Regions from separate parts of the Sus scrofa genome. Here regions 2 and 3 are each linked to region 1. The links are chromatin contacts, called in public Hi-C and HiChIP or PLAC-seq maps. All regions are on one chromosome and are shown on one strand. Each heading gives the region's core, a stretch centred on a gene start, on an enhancer-like site or on the middle of the called end of the contact. The rest is flanking DNA. Distances are from core to core; before and after follow the strand shown. Region 1 holds the start of TSEN54 (tRNA-splicing endonuclease subunit Sen54). Region 2 holds the start of MRPS7 (28S ribosomal protein S7, mitochondrial). Region 3 holds the start of LOC100521680 (histone H3.3).

Region 1 (3,102 bases), core at 466-2,965:
ACCACAGGCCGGAAAGCTGATCTCTGAGGGGGTGGAGGCTGTGTGGAAATCTGGACGGATATCAGCTTGCAGCTTCCGACAGCCCAGGGATGGGCCAGGACTGGGAACGCCAATCTTCCCAAAGTGGCTCAGGAGCACCAGTGCCCACCCAGAGGGCAGCCTGCATTCCCTCGGGCCTTGGGCAGCGGCGGCAGCAGCGGCGGCGGTGGACAGGTGTCAGGGGTCTGGAAAAGGTGTGGTCCGCTGAAGGCTGGGCCAGAGCCTGAAAGGGTCCCAGAAGCAGGGCTCAGAGAAAGAACCGGACAGGGCCTCCAGGGACCCCCCAAATCATCCTGGCTGCCCTTGTGAGTCAAGGGAGGGGCTGAGCCACTCAAAGAGGGGAGGGAGCCACCACGCCTGAGAGCAGCACTTGGTGGGGGGAAGGGGTCCTGGGAGGGGGAGGTTGAGTCACTGAGGCCCCAGGGCACCTGGCAGCACCTCAACCTGGGGCAGGAGGGGCCCTGGCAGCACGACACATTGGGGTAGGCGGGGCCAGCAGCCTGTTCTCCACAGCCCCGGGCACTGACACCCACAGACAACTGGTGGGCCAGAAGGTGGGGCCTGGCAGAAGGTCAGGCGCAGGCAGCCCGGCCCGTGGTCACTCCCTGTGGAAGGCGCCTGCCCCCAGACCCCTCCCTCTCTAAGCTTTGCTGTAATAGCTGGATGCCCTTGCCCCAGGGCTCTTCATGAATCTAGAGGGTGGAGTGGGAGCTACGGCTCTCCATCTCTGGCCGAGGGTCTGCCTGCAGGACAGGGAGGCTTTCCGGCACCTGTTGCTGACCCTTGCGCGGGATGGGGAAGCAGCTGGGCAGAGAACAGAGATAAGAGCTGGGGCACCGCTGGTAAATGAGGCTGCCTGGCCCCCCCCAAGCCTGAATCTGTGGCCCAGAGCCCCGACTTCACTTTAGAAAAGCTTACGTCAGTTCCTCAGTGGCCATGAATTTGCTGCCCAAGTCCTGTGGCATGAGCCCCGTGCAGGCCTGGGGCCCTAGCTGGGGTCGCCCTTCCTCCCAAAATGTCCCAAGCCCAACCCAGAGGGCACTCCAGCTCAAGGCCCGAGGCCGACATTGGGGGAGGGCGCCCCTGGCAGTGCCTGGGGTCGGGCTGGCTCCCCCGCCCCCCGGAATGCCAGTCCAGCGCCGCGCAACCCCCCCAACCCAGCCCAGCTCCAGCCGACCGGGGAACAAAGCGGCGGGAGGGACCGGGAGGGCCAAGTGCCGGAGGGATTGATGCGGGAGGACGGGATAGGGGCGCGAAAAGGACAGAAGGAGCCGACAGATGTAGGCGCCCGCCGATCCCGCAGGAAAAGTTAGTTTGTACCCGCCCTCAAGGGTGCTGACCCCCAGCTCAGACCCCGCCGTCTCACCTCTCCAGCCGCCCCGCTGGGGGTCCGGCTGGTCCCGCTCGGTCCCTGGCACTCCGGACGGCGGCTCCCACTGCCCCCCTTACCCCTTTTCTCCTTCTTCTCCTCCTTTTCCAAGGCCGGCTCGGCGCCTCCCGCAGGAAATCCCGCCCCTCCCCCTTCCCTCCCGCCGGATCGGGAGCGGAGGGATCGTCCCGGCCGCGCAGTCGGGCTGTCAGTCAGTGCCTGGGGCCCCGCCCCGAGCCGCCCAGGCCCCGCCCCCATCACTCGGGTCCGGACCTTGGACACTGCCTCGCTCAGCGCATGCGCCCAGGTGAAGCGGCGGGGGTGGGGACGAGAGTACGCTGCGTCCCGGCTGTTGGAGCAGGGGCGATCTGGGGCTCTAGGGTTCAGACTGAAGGGTGAGGTGCCCTGTTTGTGACGGGCGGGAGGGAAGACATGATGCGAAGGGGTCTGGGAACCGAGACCCAGGAATCTCACTTGGGAAATCCCCCTTCCCTTTTGCCCCTCGCCCCTCCAGGGACCGCCGCGGCGACCTCTGCCCGCGAGGCCAGAATAGCAGACCAACAACCGCTGGTTGGAGCAATGGTGCCACCTAGCGGCCCGTGTCGGAGCGGCCCGTGGTGGCGGCGGCGGGGACCCCAGCTTCGAGGAGGTGCCTATGACCATCTATGGTGGCGCTTCAGCACCATCGTGGGTCGGACAGCGGCCTCCCGCCCCCGGCCCTGAAAACATAGTTTCCGAGCCCTTAGGAAGAGACCCAACGGAAGACCCTGAAGGAACACCGAACCTCCCTAGATCGCATCTGACAGCCCTCGGCGGCCTCCAGTTTGTGAAGCTGGAATTCGGGAACCTAGCACTCGCCCATCTCTACACCCCTCTTCTTCCCTCCCTGTCCCAATGGGTGATGGGGACTAAGCAGCTCAGGGCTGCGGAGGGGAAGATCATGAATTTGACTCTTCATAGCACACTTTCAAACGTCAGGCTCCGCAAGTTTTACTAGAGAGGAGCCCAGAGGAGGGCTGGGGATCGGAGAGATGGTCCTAACAAATCCAGAAACCTGCAAGCTCTCCGCCTCCGGAATCGAGCCCCATGTCTGTTGGCAGGCGCTAGGACCCAGGACACCAGGAAGGTGGAAAGCAGGTGGGTTGATCTGGAGCGCGGAGGAGCAGAGGTCGGATTGGCGGGCGCTAGGGCCGCGCGGAGTTCCGGCGGTGGGCGGGGCATGGGCGGCGCGCGCGCGCGCGCGCGCAGCTGCAGACGGCGGCCCGATGGAGCCCGAACCTGGGTCCGCCGAGGTGGAGGTTCCTCCCGGGCGCGTGCTCAGGTGCGGCGCGGCGCGGCCCGGCCCGGGGGAGGCGCCGGGACCGCAGGGTGGGCGCAGGGAAGGAGATGGGCACCCAGGACGGGGATCCCGGCCAGGGCCGAGCGGTCCCGACTGCGTGGCGCTAACCCCGCGTCCCTTCTTGCTTTCCCCAGTGTGCCGGAGCTCTTCGCCGCCCGCTCGCGGCCCCAGAAGCTGCCCCAGCGCTCGCATGGCCCCAAGGACTTCCTTCCCGACGGCTCGGCGGCCCAGGCTGAGCGGCTGCGCTTGTGCCGCGAGGAGCTCTGGCAGCTGCTGGCGGAGGAGCGCGTGGAGCGCCTGTGAGGGGGGCGGGCCGGGCCGGGGGCGGAGCCGGGCGGACGGACCGGGTCGACTA
Region 2 (3,129 bases), core at 390-2,889, 200 kb before region 1:
CAGATACCCTCCCCTACCCCCTCATCATTTCTACTCTTCCTCAGAAACAGATTTATGTCTCTTCTTTCCAACTATAACTCTAAACCTAGCCTATGAAACTCAGCTCAGGTCATTTAAATTACTCCAATGTCCTCATTAATATCTGTGAATGGAACCAATTCCAATGTGCTTATTATCTGGTTGGGTGGCTCTGGGCAAGTGAATTGACTAGAGTCAGGGTGTCCTCTTTTTGTGACACTGTGATAGTACCTGCTTGCTAGGATACTTGACAAATGAATTAAATGAATGTCTTTGGAGCACTCTTAGCTCCTTGGAGAACAGTTCCATATATACCGAAGACTTTGTGACCTCCCTGCAACTGCAGATTTCGCTCATGTAACCTAAGTTCAATCACCTGAACAGGGTTTTATTAAGTAAAGGCAGGCAAGGAGCTCCCGCTCTGGCACAATGGCATCAGTGGTGTCTTGGGAGCGGTGGGACACCGGTTGGATCCCCAGCACAGTGGGTTAAGGAACCGGTGTTGCCGCAGCTGTGGCTCTTGGCTGTGGCTCGTATCTGATCCCTGGCCTGGGATCCCCATGTGCCGCGGGTCGGCCAAAAAGAAAAAAAGAAAAGTCAGGCAATTGGAGGAAAGAGCCATCACCTCCAAGAGCCTGGAGGCTCTAGTAAATAACAGATCTCCGCACAAGGCACTGTCTAAGCATCTAGCCTGCTGCCTTATCACCCTGTTCAATTTGTCTTCACTGAAAGAGACCTCCAGGTGCCTCCTCTAACCCACAGATAAAATAATATTAACCCTTGAGCCAAATACTACCTGCTAGAGTTAAACCGTTATTTCTTTAACAGCAATATGCATTAGCAATCATAGCAATAGGCCGCTATAATTACAGCATCAGGCAGCGCCTCTCAGGTTTGCTCAGTATAGGTTATCAACGAAGGACTCCTTAAGATATGCAGGGCGGGGGTGGGGAACACAGCTTTCACCATATTTTGGTCACTGCAGGAAAAAGGTAAAGCCCTGTTTTCTCTCTCACTTTAGATTCTCACTTCAAACATTCAGCCTGCGCGAGGAGGTCACTTCTCCTCGAATACAGGTTCACAATTCTGAAGCTATGCTTGCTCATCGGCACCGCCGCTTCCGAAGCTTCAGCCCAAATCCGGAGCTTTTCCCTTGGTCAGGAAGGCGCAGGGGTTCCCAGAGTCAAAAGCCGCGCGCGTCCCCACCACAGCTGCCCCAAAGCGCCGGATGCCTGTCAGCCCGAAGCACTTGGCTGTAGCTTTCTCGAAGCCCAGGAGGCCCGGACCGGACCCGAGCTCACGCCGCGGCGCGCGGAAGCGGGAGCAGGCGCCGCAGCACAGGGTGCAGGAGCCCGGGCGTCCTGACGGGGAAGGGGCGTGATCGCGAGACGCTCCCAGAGCAGGCGATGCCTGCCGCAGCTGCCATGCAGCGCCACCGCGGGGCCCGGGGAAGGGGCAGAAGGGTGTGGAGAGGGGCGGCTCGGCGGCTTGAGGGCAGGCACAAGCGACCGGGGCTACTCACTCAGCCAGGACTCCAGGCTCTCCCCTTCCGCCTCCGCCATATTGCAGCCGCCCGGGCCGGCCCCGCGGCCTCAAACCTCGCGAGAACCTGCAAGAGCTGAGCTGGGGCGGGGCCTGCATAGGGCCCTGAGAAGAGAGAGCGCCGCCACCGAGGGTTGCGCCAGGCTGCGGCGAATAATGGGAGCGCGAATGTTTCCTTTTGACTCTTCACCTTAGACCCCGGTGTGAGAGACTCTTAAGGCCCCCATAGGGTGAAGCCCAGGTTTAGGAGCCTGTGCAGCCTTTCCCGGACTTCTGTCACCAGCTCAGGCGCACCGAGGGCAGTCTCTGTGGGGTCCTCGTGGCCAGCCAAGATGGCTGCCCCCGCGGTGAAGGCTGCGCGAGGGTGGTCGTGCTCGGCCTTGGGCGTGCGGATTGCCGTCCTCCGGTTTCCAGGGTGAGAGGGCAGCCTGTAGCTGGGAGGCCGTTTGGGTCTTCACGGAGAGACCTGCTGGAAAGGAAGAGGGGCCGTAGACAGGCCGCGCGGGAACCAGGGGGCTGGGATGTCCGGCTCCATGGCTCTTTAACCAGCAGGGTGATTTTGGGTCAGTCTGAAGACATAGTGACTTCCCGCCCGCTCGAGGGGTTCTAACTTAGCGCCGAAAGTGCGATCCTGTTAAAGAACGCAGAGCTGGGATTTTCTTTGTTGGAAGGGAGGGGGAGAGATGCATAGGCGGGGCGCCTATCCCGAGTTTCAGGCCCGTCCTTACCGTTGGCACTTCCTGGCCTGTTTGGGGGAAAGTTCTCCTCCTGCTTGGGACGGGAACCAGAATTATCGGGGTTCACCTTTGGCTAGCGGTCTCCGCGCCGCTCTCACTCGTCGGCGGATTGGCACCCTTGCCTATTGTTAAGTCAAGCTATTTCACTTGTGGAGTCAGCTTTTGCCCTCCTCTTCCTCTTCCCCGCCTCCAGGCTAACCCAGGTGAGGTGGAGCCGCTATGGTCCTGAATACAAGGATCCCCAGATTGACAAGGAATATTACCGCAAGCCGTTGGCGGAGCAGACGGAGGAGGAGAAGTATGAGCGGGATTTCAAGAAGACGCAACTTATCAAAGCCGCCCCCGCGACCAAAACAAGTTCTGTGTTTGAAGACCCGGTGATCAGGTTAGAAGGAAACAAAGTTTTTTTCCAAGGACCGGGACTTTACCAGGGAGGGTCTATAGTAAGGATTCCCTGACACGGCCTTGAGAGGCTAAACATGTTGCTTTTCTCCTTGAAGTAAATTCACCAACATGATGATGAAAGGAGGAAACAAAGTACTGGCCAGATCCCTCATGACACAGGTAAACAGTCCCTCTGCTTTTCCCCGTAGCTTTGTACTTGGCTCTTTCGTTTTAGCATGAAAAAAAAACGGATTCTGTAGCTGTCGTTGAAATTAACTTCCCTGTATGCATGTGTGGGAGTGGGGCTTTAATGAAGTCCTGCAGGAGTCAACAGCTACCATTCCTCATCCCCATATCCCAAATCTTAGCCCACTCTTTCTTTCCTGGTCCAGGGAAGAGGGAGACACTGAAGATCCTGGTTTCAGCAGTGCGGAGGGAGGAGCTGCAC
Region 3 (2,886 bases), core at 96-2,595, 220 kb after region 1:
GCAACATATTATAAACAATTTCTTACAAAAAAAGTCACAAATTAAACCAAAGTATTTTACAGAATTTACTACAAAACACCATAAAAACTGCCTTCACTTAAGCTCTCTCTCCCCGTATCCGGCGAGCCAACTGGATGTCTTTGGGCATGATGGTGACTCTCTTAGCGTGGATGGCACACAGATTGGTATCTTCAAATAAACCCACCAGGTACGCTTCACTAGCCTCCTGTTGAGGACAAGAGCCACACATTAAACTCCCTCCAAGGACCACCGCACACAAGCCAGCCCTCCGCCCCTGCCACCGCCGTCTCACCTGAAGCGCACCAATGGCGGCGCTCTGGAACCTCAAGTCAGTTTTGAAATCCTGGGCGATCTCCCTCACCAACCTCTGGAAGGGCAGCTTCCGGATCAGAAGCTCCGTGGACTTTTGGTAACGACGGATTTCTCGAAGCGCGACGGTCCCGGGCCTGGAGCGAGCAGGAAGGGCGTAAAGGGACACCAGTTAAGTGACAGGACCGAGCAAGCAGCCAGAGGGTCCAACTCGCGGCGCGCCCGCCGAGTCATTGTCTCCCTGCCGCGCTGCCTACCTGTAGCGATGAGGTTTTTTCACCCCGCCGGTAGAGGGAGCGCTTTTCCTGGCAGCTTTAGTGGCCAGCTGTTTGCGGGGCGCTTTCCCACCCGTGGACTTACGAGCAGTCTGCTTGGTTCGGGCCATTTTCTTTTACCTGCAGGAGACACCCGTGACTCGGGGGCCGCGACGCTCGCCTCCCGGGGTGAGACGGCGAGCGTGCAGAGGGCGGGACGCCCGGCGCGCCTGCCCTCCCGCCTCCCTGCGCCCCACGGCGGGCGGCAGATGGCCGAGGGCCGCCGCCTCCACCCCCCCTCCCCTAATGACTCAGGCGGCGAGTAGCAGCAGCCTCCCCTGGGAGGGGGGGCGCGGGGAGGAGTCACTTCCCCTCCTCGACGGGCGGAGGCCCAGCTGCCGGGAACCCGGAGTCGGGACCTCTGAATCACCAGCGGGAAAGAGGCGGAGACGCGGTTCCGGAGCGAAGCCCCAAGGGAAAACCACCCGACCCCAGAGTCGCCAGCAGCAGTCAGAGCAGCCCGCACCAGCCGGCACTCAGCTCCCAACGGTCGTGGCCCGCGGCATCAACGGCCGGCAGGGCCTCAAGCCGCAGGCAAAGCCGAGACTTACCCAACAGCGAAGTCTGAGGCCGCTTCCCCCACCGCCGTGCCGCTCCCGCCGCCCAATGAAGAGCCGCAGTCGCCGAACCAAAGCAAGAAGCAACTCCAACGAACGACCAAACCGCTCTGCGCTCCAGGCCCCCCCTAAGCCTCCGCTTTTATACCCACGCTTCACGCTGCGTCTCTGCGTCATAGGACCCTAATTTGCATACACCAACGACTTTTCCTATTGGCTGACACTTTCGCCGACGCGCTGACATCCCCCGACACAAAGGCCGTGCTTCGGCCCCGTTTCCTGATTGGCGGATGTCTAGGCCACTGATTGGCTGTTAAAGTGGCCTAACGATTGGGTGAATGCAAAGAGGAATGGACGAATCAGAGGTTGGCACTAAGCGGCTCTTCTGATTGGATAAAATGGAGCTATGTTTGGATCCTTCCCTTGGTTCCAAAGCTCTACAATAGAAAGTCAATGCAAATGAATTGTACTGGTCTCTATCAGGACTTAAGAGTCGGGATGGGATAGCTTATTTGCATCAAGCTAATACAATGCAGGAGGAGACGTTACTTTAACGAAAAATTTGTAAACTACCTTCCAATGTAAACTAAAATGTGTTCCCTGTGATTATTTACTTTTCACTAACATTGTGATAGTTAGGTACGTAGTTTAAATAAGAATTAGAAATCAGTAAATTATGTTATCTTACAAGTATTTTATGTATCAGGTATATACATTTTAACTAAAAAGCAGTTCTTTCGTTCGATGGGGTGGGGATGAGTAAATAATAGATACAAAGAAACAAATGCCAGGAGTTCCCGTCGTGGCGCAGTGGTTAACGAATCCGACTAGGAACCATGAGGTTGCGGGTTCGGTCCCTGTCCTTGCTCAGTGGGTTAACGATCCGGCGTTGCCGTGAGCTGTGGTGTAGGTTGCAGACGCGGCTCGGATCCCGCGTTGCTGTGGCTCTGGCGTAGGCCGGTGGCTTCAGCTCCGATTCAACCCCTAGCCTGGGAACCTCCATATGCCGCGGGAGCGGCCTAAGAAACAGCAACAACAACAACAACAACAAAAGACAAAAAAGACCAAAAAAAAAAAAAAAAAAAAAAAAAAAAAAAAAAAGAAACAAATGCCAAGTGATTTTTATAAGTTCTTAGACCATCACAAAATACGTTGTGATTTCAATATACAAGAAGTAACCTTGTGACTTCAATATACAAGAAGTAACCTACTAAGCAACATATTTTTAAAATTATGTAATTCACCTGAACAAAATGACCACAGCAAGAAAGAGAATACTCAGTTCTAAAACAACATTTGCATGTCCATAAAGGCAATTAAATAAGTGCCCTTGTATTTAATAATATATCCTGGAAAGTATTACTTCTGAAGAAACATGACAAATGTATAAAAGTGGTAATACCTACCTTTGCCTAAATGTCTTGGATGGATTTTAATATTTAGGCCTACAGACGTCTCAGTTTATAAAATATCAAAGAAGGCTTAAGGTTAAGACCAGCCAAATAAAGCTCGGAAAATTGAAATAGAGCTTTGGACATTCTACCCTGCAGTTCTTACTCTGGGCTCACTGAATATTTTAAGTTATTGAAATAAAAAAAAAAAACAGCAAAACCAGGTACATGCAGATTTCAACTTAGAGACTTACTGTACATGAATACAAATACCTCAAAAATTTACTTGTGACA

Evidence for each region. A called contact is a pair of places that touch in the nucleus more often than the background predicts. HiChIP or PLAC-seq counts read pairs in DNA pulled down with a chosen protein or histone mark.
Region 2: an H3K27ac HiChIP or PLAC-seq map of skeletal muscle shows a contact between it and region 1. The contact joins the promoter of MRPS7 here to the promoter of TSEN54 in region 1. A contact is called at or near these places in 3 of 5 promoter capture datasets (fetal liver and liver), 4 of 47 Hi-C or Micro-C datasets (blood, embryonic fibroblasts, epiblast stem cells and 1 more) and 2 of 2 datasets of contacts at active chromatin or transcription factors (alveolar macrophages and skeletal muscle).
Region 3: a Hi-C map of liver shows a contact between it and region 1, with 4 times the contacts expected there. The contact joins the promoter of LOC100521680 here to the promoter of TSEN54 in region 1. A contact is called at or near these places in 2 of 47 Hi-C or Micro-C datasets (heart right ventricle and liver).

The regions. Positions count from the first base shown.
Region 1 is chr12:5,854,404-5,857,505 of Sscrofa11.1, reverse strand. It overlaps TSEN54 (tRNA-splicing endonuclease subunit Sen54), which reads left to right and starts at 1,715. Exons shown (of 12, transcript XM_021066651.1): 1 at 1,715-1,803; 2 at 1,923-2,545; 3 at 2,882-3,046. CASKIN2 (caskin-2) reads right to left here and starts at 1,632. Exons shown (of 20, transcript XM_021066645.1): 1 at 1,406-1,632; 2 at 1-262.
Region 2 is chr12:6,054,179-6,057,307 of Sscrofa11.1, reverse strand. MRPS7 (28S ribosomal protein S7, mitochondrial) reads left to right here and starts at 1,639. Exons shown (of 5, transcript XM_003131206.5): 1 at 1,639-1,975; 2 at 2,491-2,682; 3 at 2,798-2,861. The coding sequence starts at 1,893. GGA3 (ADP-ribosylation factor-binding protein GGA3) reads right to left here. Exons shown (of 18, transcript XM_021066652.1): 2 at 1,541-3,129. The coding sequence starts at 1,580.
Region 3 is chr12:5,630,785-5,633,670 of Sscrofa11.1, reverse strand. It overlaps LOC100521680 (histone H3.3), which reads right to left and starts at 1,345. Exons shown (of 4, transcript XM_003131194.4): 1 at 1,196-1,345; 2 at 588-725; 3 at 314-467; 4 at 1-226. The coding sequence starts at 715. The coding sequence ends at 98.